2 separate regions of the Columba livia genome follow, and region 2 is linked to region 1. The links are chromatin contacts, called in public Hi-C maps. All regions are on one chromosome and are shown on one strand. Each heading gives the region's core, a stretch centred on a gene start, on an enhancer-like site or on the middle of the called end of the contact. The rest is flanking DNA. Distances are from core to core; before and after follow the strand shown. Region 1 overlaps CEP112 (centrosomal protein 112). Region 2 overlaps RGS9 (regulator of G protein signaling 9).

The links. A called contact is a pair of places that touch in the nucleus more often than the background predicts.
Region 2: a Hi-C map of crop shows a contact between it and region 1, with 2.2 times the contacts expected there. The contact joins two enhancer-like sites. A contact is called at or near these places in 2 of 2 Hi-C or Micro-C datasets (crop and liver).

Annotation. Positions count from the first base shown.
Region 1 is chr18:11,232,322-11,237,407 of bColLiv1.pat.W.v2, forward strand. All of the region lies in intron 21 of CEP112 (centrosomal protein 112), which reads left to right. Among named protein-coding and RNA genes, the nearest start is that of CEP112, 81 kb to the left of the region's middle. Within about 2 kb of position 1,465, at least 2 of the 3 cell types and tissues checked have an H3K27ac peak away from gene starts, as active enhancers do.
Region 2 is chr18:11,439,264-11,443,854 of bColLiv1.pat.W.v2, forward strand. RGS9 (regulator of G protein signaling 9) reads right to left here. Exons shown (of 19, transcript XM_065034990.1): 19 at 3,812-4,591. Among named protein-coding and RNA genes, the nearest start is that of RGS9, 31 kb to the right of the region's middle. Within about 2 kb of position 1,643, at least 2 of the 3 cell types and tissues checked have an H3K27ac peak away from gene starts, as active enhancers do.

The DNA of each region.
Region 1 (5,086 bases), core at 215-2,714:
TATAGTGGAATCCTAACATAGTCCTATTTTTTCCTAGCAGGACTCTGTTTTTATTCAGTAAATACCTTTGGGAGAATTAAATTTCAGGATTACATCTCTTTCTGCAGCCATAGACTTCTCCTTTTCACAATTTCCAGCGCTTGTGTTTGCAGCTGGATGACTAGAAGGTGTTCAGAACGCACAGCAGAGCCGGCGGTGCTAACAGCTGGATTCACATCCAGTTGTGGCTGCGATTGCAGAGCAGCAGTGCGCGTCCCGCGGTTACAAGGCTCCTGGTGCTGCTGGTGGGCAGCGTGGTTCTCACAAAGAGGTTCCTGATGGATGTGGATTGCAACAATCCAACCGTTCATACTCACAAAATCATCGGAATGTTCTGTGGAGACCAGCAGCTGATTTCTCGTAGTTCCACTAAGGTACCTCCAGCCTCTCTGTACATCAAGTTTTAGCTGAGTCCGTCCCATTTCTATTTATGATCCATTTAACAAGCCAGGTTGGAAGAACGGAAAGAACTGTACATTAATCAAATGTAATCAAGCAGTACTGGCTTTTCTTGTCCTTACGCAAGGCTGAGGAGATTCCCGGTGCTCCACCTGCTCCGCTCGGCAGCACCTCCACAAAACACTATAGCAGTGACCTGGGAGCAAGGGAAATTAATTGTGCCTGTGTTTTGGGCTGCTACATTTTCCATTTGTGGTGGAAATAGAAAACGTTTGCATATGTTAACAGAGAGATGCAGGATGTTGCAGGAGCACCTTCTCAGCCTAAGTTGGGGACTTTATCTGCATTTATAGATATTGGTGTTTTTCTTCTGAACGTGATGTTTCCTAGCAATATGTTTTGTTGTTTTCTGGGTTTTTTTTTTCTGAGAGCAGTTATTTTCCGCTTACAATGCACTGGCAGCCATTGTTTGTATTGTTTAGGATCAATTGAGGAATTTTTCTAAATGTTACTTTGATTTGATGACTTTGTTCATTGGTGAATTATGAAAGCTCTGATTGTTTAGTGCCCAAGAAGGGTACAATACATTCCTGGGTCCCATGCTCCCTTAATACACGCACATTGTGATGGCAGTAGTAATAGCACCATTAAAGAACAAAAGGTAGCAACACATAGTAGCTCTGTATCTGGCCAGTCCCCTCAAATTACCATAAATATTTGAGCAATCTGAATAGTTTTGGACTCTGTAGTAAAGCTTTCCTGTTCTTATCTGGCACTGAAGGAATGTGGAATGAAGTATTCATTTAACCAAGTACAAAAATATGTATGCTATGCAGTTATAATCATGTGTCATTAATCAGAAAATACTGCAGAAACTCTGACAAATTAAAAACACAAGGATGTGTCTGCAAGGGCTTTTTCAGTCATTAAAAAGCTGCTTCACCTCTCAGGCAAACTATTTAATGGCAACTTCTTGCTCAGTGTACTGACATCTTCAAAGGCTCTGACATCTGTCGGCCTTTGAACTACCATTAAAAAATATTATCCCATTTCCATTCTTTTATGCCCATTTTTTTAATTATAGCCCTTCTTTCAAGTTAGGAACATGGTTGGTTTAAATGATGCTGTCCTTTCGTTTTCAGCCACCCAGCTGCGGTTTGAATAAATTGATGTAGAATCAAAGGCGGGACTTTAAAGGGAAAAGGTTTGATGGACTTGGACTCCGAACCAGATGAGGTTTTATGATGAAAAGGGTTTAATCCCAGCACAGGCATCGCTTCTATCAGTCGAGCAGTACAAAGCGATTCATATATATAGGTTCATGAGAAATGATCTATTTTTTTTTTAAACAGCACAGATCTCTTCAGGACTTGCAAATGTGGCATTAGCTAATATTCAGAGAGCTGATTTCCTTTCATCCAGCAGAAGCTTATGATTATAGTACAGTTCTCGAATTGGAAATGAGAGCTGCAACACAGATTTAAAGCTATGCTGTCTGATTTGTATTCAATATACATGTCACTGCGGGACAAGCCAGTCTAGGCCGAGCTGGTTCAATAAAGGGAAAAACAGTTTCAGCATCTGAGATTCGGGGAGGGGGGGAAGGTACCAATTAATTCTTACCTGCTTTACCTGAGTATTGTGTCGGCTGCTTAGTAGATTACTATCATTTCTAAAGCTGTGCAAACAAACCCTTGTGATAGCGTTTCTTTGGCATCTTTTGCATCAGAGGCTGAGAGAAAATATGCGACATTAATCAGTAATGGCTTCTAATGTAGTCATTTAGATGGAAGGCAATGTTTGTTTTGCTGTGCATGAGTTTCAAGGAGGTTTAGCAGAGACAGCCTTGCTATTCCTTTATAGCAATAGCCTTTGTTAATGTAGTAATTAGGCATGCATATGGGGGAAACTGAAATCTGTCTCAACAAATGCGTCGGATGCCATTTGTCAAAAATACCACCTCATGGTATTCAGGAAATAATCCCTCTAATAGCTCCATGATCTTTGTGCTTCGTGTTGGTAGAATTGTGGCACAGAGCCATGATTTCTTACTTTGACGTACGATTGCGTCCTTCAGAACAGCGATGCTGTTGATTCTGGAAAGAAAAGTAAAGCAGTAGATTGAAAAGTCTGCAGATTGCGTCCTCTTAAAAGTCTGTGCTGCATTGTACAGAAAGGAAACTGCTCCCTTTGCTCTGCCTCCACGCAACAGCTTCTGCTCCAGACGCTGTTCCCTGTCAGTTGGGGTGTAATATGTTGTTCCTGATCTCTTAATGCAATTTTGAGCTTGTTTTGGGTTTTGTTTTTTTGGAGGTGGGTAGTAAATACAAACAAGGATATGCATAAATGGATATATTTACTGGGATATTTTATTTTACTGGTGTTTCATAGGGCTTGCATGTTTAGTATATAGTTAGATTTTACATTTAAACTAAATATTTATTCAGGGTACAGTTCATTCCAAACATAAATAACTCTGGAGAAATTCCTGCCCCAGGATGCAGTGGCCTGTTTGTCATTCAGCAAAAGAAAGTGGCATCAACTGAATTCAAGGACAAACTGAGAAGGATGAAAAGAATAGAGATCAATGTAAAGGTGCCAGAGGAAGATGCTGAGCCAAAAATACTCTCAATTCCAAGAAAGAAATGTTATGCACATAGTTTTCCTTTATTTTGTACAGATCATCCTGTGACTGATCTTGGTTTTCTGAACTGGTAGCTGTGCAGCACGATGGTTTCAAAAGGGCTCTGAACTCAGAGAAGCCACTGTGGAGATGATGGGAGCAGTGCAACCAGCGCTTGAGGAGGATGAAGGTGCGCGGAGGGAGACTAGGAAAGGTGTCAGCTGTAGCATGTACACAAAATATACAACAGGTACCATCAGCTGATGCCTTTGACTCCAACCTAACACCTGGGCTGAAGAAATAATTCCTTCTCTAGCACTTTCATCCTCAGATGGAGGTGACAATCTTTTCTTTTTGATATAAGGATTGACACTAAAGATAATCAACTAGACTCTGCGTCTTCCAATTAGGAGTTGATATCAAAAAGGTGAAAGGCAAAAGTTGCACGTGTGTGTAATTCTGCATCTTATTTGTGTAACCAGCAAACATACAGGTAAGAATTTGCCACAACTCAGGGATTAACAGCGATACTGCAACCATTGTTAGCGCCTTGCAGAAATGAGGCTTCTTTTGAAAGTTAGAAGCTGATTATTTCTTTAAAGTCTAAACCTGTATGTGACACAGTTTTTATTTCTGAAGCTGCAGGATTTCAGGATTTCTGTCCACACACATTGCCATTCAGGAGAGCGAGAATGAGGGCTTCATGCTTGGTTAAAGACTGTCATCTTCAATACAGCAGCATGACATCAGTAATGAGAGAGTTTCCTGGTGTATTACGTTCTTTAGTAGAGCAGAATAGTACACACGGGCTGGTGCATTTTAGTCATTGACCTGGAGAATAACAGCGCTGGGTTGGAAAAATTTGGTTTTCACCTTGGTTGATGAACAGGACAGAGCTTGGACAGTAGCAGGAACTTTGCGTCTTCCTCAAGTCCCTCAATGTTCTGTTGAGACTGTTGTGACAGATGACCCGGTTGGGAGTTAGTGTCCAAAGTCTGCATTTCTGCAAGTATTAACTTCAGAAATGGAAAGTGGGAGATATCTTAGCACAAACAGCTTATAACCGAGGGGTTTTATCTGTATCTTGTCTTATGTTTATCCGCCAAGTTTTGCAACTGATGCCGTTTCTGTCACAGTCACCACAAAACTCTTACGGGACGTGTGGGGTAAAGTTTCTGGAATACTTACAAGTCGTTCGTGTTTCGAGCCGTAACTTGAACAAATGAATCCAAAAGAGAGGAGTGTGATGCTTTTGGGGGTGATGTTTTGGGGGGTGAGGTTGTTTTGTCTTTTTTCTTGAAGTCTTTCCATTAGTTGATGGTGCGAAGACATTTCTCATAGACAATACAGCTTGTACATCTTCTGGGGACAAATTAGGAATTGTAATATGTGTGATTTGACTGGCTCACAGAGGCGAATGTCTGTAGTAATCTTTAAATCTGTAATACATCATGTCTGCATTTGAATCAGGATTACATGTTGTTCAGGAGATGCTTATGCTTTTAAATTTAGTATGTAGAAATAATATGCAGGAAAGTCCTGTCCTTCCTTAAATATCAGGACTTTACTTTTAGAACAAGCTTTGCTCCAGTGTTATTTCAGAACTGAATATGTCTTAATATTCATCCTTTGACAGCCTGAAACACTCCTCTTCAAAAAGGAAAACAGGGAAGATTAAACATGTGTTTGGTGTAATTTTCATCAGTCATCGTTAAGGGATAGATTGGTATGGTTTGTATAATGCAGCACACCTGGTATTTGGTATAGATTTTTATTTCTTTTTTAGCCACTCTATTTTATCTATATTCTGCTCTCACACGTCATTTTAGGGATCACTGCAGGTGTTTATGTCTCTTTTTTACCTTCATCATATTTAAGTTACAATAATGCATCTATGTAGATCGTTGGGTGCCCAGCTGAGTGTCTCCCTTAAATTCCTTTGTAGAAAGACAGGAGGAAATGAGTCCTCCCCCCAGGTCGTTTCCAGGTAGCTCTCTTAGTCACCTTATTCAAATAATTTTGATT
Region 2 (4,591 bases), core at 393-2,892, 210 kb after region 1:
TGGAAACAAAAGGATTGCTCTAAGCAGGATTTAAAGTGTTGGTGCTTAATAAAGTTCTTTCCATTGCTTCTAGCACAATGCACAGAGGGAAAGTTTAGGAGCAAGAAGGAGGCCCCATCTTCGGTAAGAAGGAGAAGAAACGCAGGTCTTACAGCAGAGTTGCAAAGAGCCAGACCTCTGTGCCTGCGGCTGCAGCAGCTGCCGACGTGCTACGTATGGGATGCACTCGCTGTTGTTAAAGCCACTGGTGTCAGGTAATCCCACCCATACAGAAGTTGTGTCCAGTCTTGAGTGAGTCTCCCTACAGCCAGTGGAGGGAATGAGCCATTTCCAAAGCTGATTCTTCCCACTCTAAGCGGGGTGACCGACTCCTTCCCCGGGGACAGACAGAACCCAGCACAATGGGACTAGAGGTGAGTGGGGACAACGCAGCACAGCACTTCTGCTGGATAACAACACATGGTGAGATATTTCAGAGGAATTTCTGCTCTTTTAATACTCCAGGGAAGAGACAAGGCTGGTGGCCTGAGAGCAGAGCCAAGGGAGGAGGGTTTCCTGCAATTTTGGGAGCTAGTGGCTAGTGTCCAGTACTGAGGTGTTCCCAAGTGTGTTAGAAGCCACTGGAACCAGAACCTGGGCTGGGAACACAAGCTGCAGGACCACAGAGCTGCTCACGGGCTGGATTCACACCGAGGCTGAGCCCAACGCAGCTCGGTGATTTACAATATCACCCTTTGGCCAGAGAATTTTTTTGTGAGCGAGAAATAAGAGAGGTCTTTGCAGAAATGTTGAAGCATGAACTATGGGAACTTCGGTATATTTATATGTAGAACATGTTAGAGAACAACATAATTCTGTTTTCATGGTGATCAAAGTTTTGCAAGAAGGACGACTTGAGACAGTGTGCTAAGCTGCTATGGCAACATGAATTTTAAAAAGTAAACTGACTTGTGAGAGCTTATCTTTCCCTCTTTAGTGTGGTGCAGAACAGATCTGGGAACCTCTGCCCTAAAAGGGATCCTGTGAGGTGCTCACCTCTGCTTCTGGGCCAGGCGTATTGCAAAATGCATAAAACATATCCCTGGCGGCAAGGGGAAATCTACCCCGGTGACTGGGCTTCTTCCTGCATCCCTGAGGCTCCTCCACCCCAAAAAGCCAAGTCATGGTGACTCTTTCGTAATATCATTGTCATAATTCAGATATTCAGATTTTGGGGTGAACGTACCGTGAACCACTTCAGTTCAACTGACATTCTATTCTGGGACCTGAGGAGGCCGTAACGCGATGCAGCCCTGCACAGAGGTGAATTCCACCCACAGAGCACCGTTTCCCAGAGCATCATGACGTGGGCTCGGTTTACATCTCGCTTTTCAAGCCACCCTCGCAAAATGTAAAGGCGGCGGTGTCAGGGACGCTCCTGACGGCTCCTTTCACAAGGGGATGCTGTGAAGAGCTGTCATGCTCTGAGTCAGCTGTTCCGCCACGGCTGGCATGTCAGGCAGGAAGAGTTTGCTCGCAGAGCTATCCCAACCCCGCCGCCTGCCAAAACCACACGGGGGATCTCATGGGAACAAGCCCTCTCCTGAGCCAGCTGGTCCTTCCTGCTCCTCAGGCCTGATCCTGCTGGATGCTGAGCATTCTTTGTTCCATTTTTAAATTAACGAGACTCAAGCAATGCTCAGGCCAAGACTTCAGAGGGAAAAAAAGAAAAAAAAACAAGAAAAAAACAAGCCCTCAGTGTTTTTGGCACTTGGGCTGTATGTCCCAGCTGGAGAGGAGAGAGTGAAATGTCAGACTTTAAGAGAGATTTGAGAGATGCCGCTAGCGTGGAAAACAGATCTCTGATTTTAATCAGGTTCACTGAGCTGGGTATGTCCCCACATACACTTCTCCATCCACCCTGGCGAGCAGGTCCAGCGCAGCGCGTACCCAGCCCCACGGCACGACCACACAGCAGGGTCACCCCAAAGCCGGCAGCCCCACACCGCGGGATCCCCCTCCTGCCCATCGCCCCAGCAAGGCGCTGAGGTTCACCAGTATGGGACTCGCTCCCATCCTGTCCCAACAGTGTCCCCTTGAGGTTGCTGGCTGAGGCAGCCTGGGAAGAGCCCTCACACAGGCTTGGGGGAACCCCAGAAGCTGCTCTTGCTTTTCAGGCTGGCCCAGGGCTGCAGAGCGAACAAGCAAACAAATCCCAGCAGCCATGGGTCAGCGTGAGCCTGAGCAAAGGGTGGCGGAGGAGCCCACCCTGACGTGGGACCTCCACGGATGGAGCTGAGCACGTTGTAGAAGCACACAGCTAATTAAGCATCTTCCTTCCAAGTTTGTTCAAACAATATTCAAAGTCTGACCACTGCAGCCCCCGCTGCAGCTTGTCAGCTCAGACCTGGAGCAGAGATGAGCCAAAGCAGGGCCATGGCCGCCCCGTGGGTCCGTGCCAGCCCCCACAGCCGCAGGAGGCAGGACCGTGGAGCTCTGGCGAGGGCACGGGGCTTCCTCACTACTGCTTGAGTCTCCTTTCTTCTGTCAGCCAAGCAGCAGGGATTTTTCTGAGAAACTGCCCACAGGGAGCGATCACTTTTTCCAGTCATTAACCTTACACATCCCTCACATTATCGGAATACCTTGGATGTCTAAGTTGCTGCAGTGAGCTAATTCTTCCAGGTGACTCCAGGCAGCATTAAATGGGCTCCTGCACAGCGAGGGGATTTGAACTCGAGAGCTGAAAGCGCTCCCGACTCCAGCACGTCAGGCCTCCGGCTGGGGCCAGACCGTCAGATGTCACCGTGTGAGCGCAGCGTGGTGGCAGGAGGGATCCGGGGCCTCCGGAGCAGCAGTCTGCAACCCGCAGTCAGCAGGAGCATGGGGGGTCCAGGGGCGAAGGAAGGAAGGAAGGAAGGAAGGAAGGAAGGAAGGAAGGAAGGAAAGAAAGGCATGGGGTCCTGTCCCACCAGGGGAAAAAATTGTCAGAGTCCTCAAGTTGAAAGATACTGAGGGAAAAAATGCAGTGCCCTGAAGGGATAAATCTGGGGATGCCCAGTGCTGACCTCTGGGACACGTATGTATGTGTCTGTTTGGATGCAGTTGCACCAGGGCATCCAAGCCCTGAGTGAGCAGCCAGTTTTGGATCCCAAAGTCCTTCCTGTGGTTTAGAGGATGAGCATGAGGCCAAAGAACCACTGAATTCCTTGACAAAGATGGAGAGAGCTTCACAGTCCACCCCCAAGGAGCAGAACAGGTCACCAGAGCCTGAGCTTTCCATCACCTGTGTGTGCCCCACACAGCCACCGCCAGGTCTGTACTCAGCAGCCACAACACTGTGTCTGGAGATGAAACGCTGATTGCTCCAGGCCACTGGAAACAAACCCAGGCATATTTCTACAAATATTTCCCTCTGCGCCTCTTTGCAGTGAAGTGCCACCCCTCACCAAGGCCAGCACACTGAGACCCACCTCTTTGATAAGAGTTTCTTGGTGTGTTCCTTGTGGCCAGCAAACTGCACACCGCTAAAAAGAGGTTCTTATGGGAGCTGGGTATTATATAGCACCAGTTACGTTACTCTTGCTAGGCACATAATAAATAAGAGTGGTGCCCAAGTTCATCACGGAGAATGCATGCATTCATCAGCTTGTGAAACTGGGATAAGATGCACATCTTCCTCAGCAAGCCGAGGCGATGAGGAAGGTGAGGAAGGTGAGGAAGGTGAGGAAGGTGAGGAAGGTGAGGAAGGCAGCTTGGGCAGTGGGTGCTGAGCAGTCCCCCAGCTCTGTGCACATCGGCAGCGCCAAGGAGAAAACCACAGACAACCAGGTTCCACGTTACAGCGTTTACTGAGTGCACGGAGCACGACCCACGTCCCAGCCCCAGACACACGGCTGATCCGCAGCCGCCGCTGGCCTCTGGAGTAGAAGGCAAAGAGGTGACAAGAGGAACCTCAAACCAGAGAGAGAAATATTAATTGTAGAATAGCGCTTATAATATGTACATTATATTGAATATAATATCATTAATTCTTATACACCACAATGTCTTCCTCTCGTGTTTCCTGGATTATACACTACCAGTGTCTCATCAGGAGTGGCTGAGTAACAATATTAACAAAAAAAAAACATCACAAAAGACACCGTATTTGTCTCTCAGAAGTAATAGGTGGCCACTGCTGGTGAGTGCCAAAGCAGAACCAGATCATCCCAACAAAGCAACACCAGAAAGAGCAAATGCTCATTTGTACAAGAGAAGCATCACGGGCAGTGTGGGGCAGCAACCCACTGCTCAACATTTGCTTTGCATCGTTCTGCTCCCTTGGGAAAGAGCCTTTGGAAACAGAAACAGCCCCTTGATTTTCCCAAACTGCCCTGTGATTACAAGTGTTGTCCCAGACCCCGAGGGAAATAGGGACCGCTGAGCATGTGTGAGGAGAGACGTAAAATCTCACAGTAGCAGCCAGTGCGAGGAACCACGGCAGCCACACAGACAAAGCTCCGTTTACAATTAGAAATACAAAACACCGACAGTCACAGGCCACATGGCCAAACTACGGAACAACGACCCACATCACACACACCTAGGAAACCCCTCCACGCTTGAACGA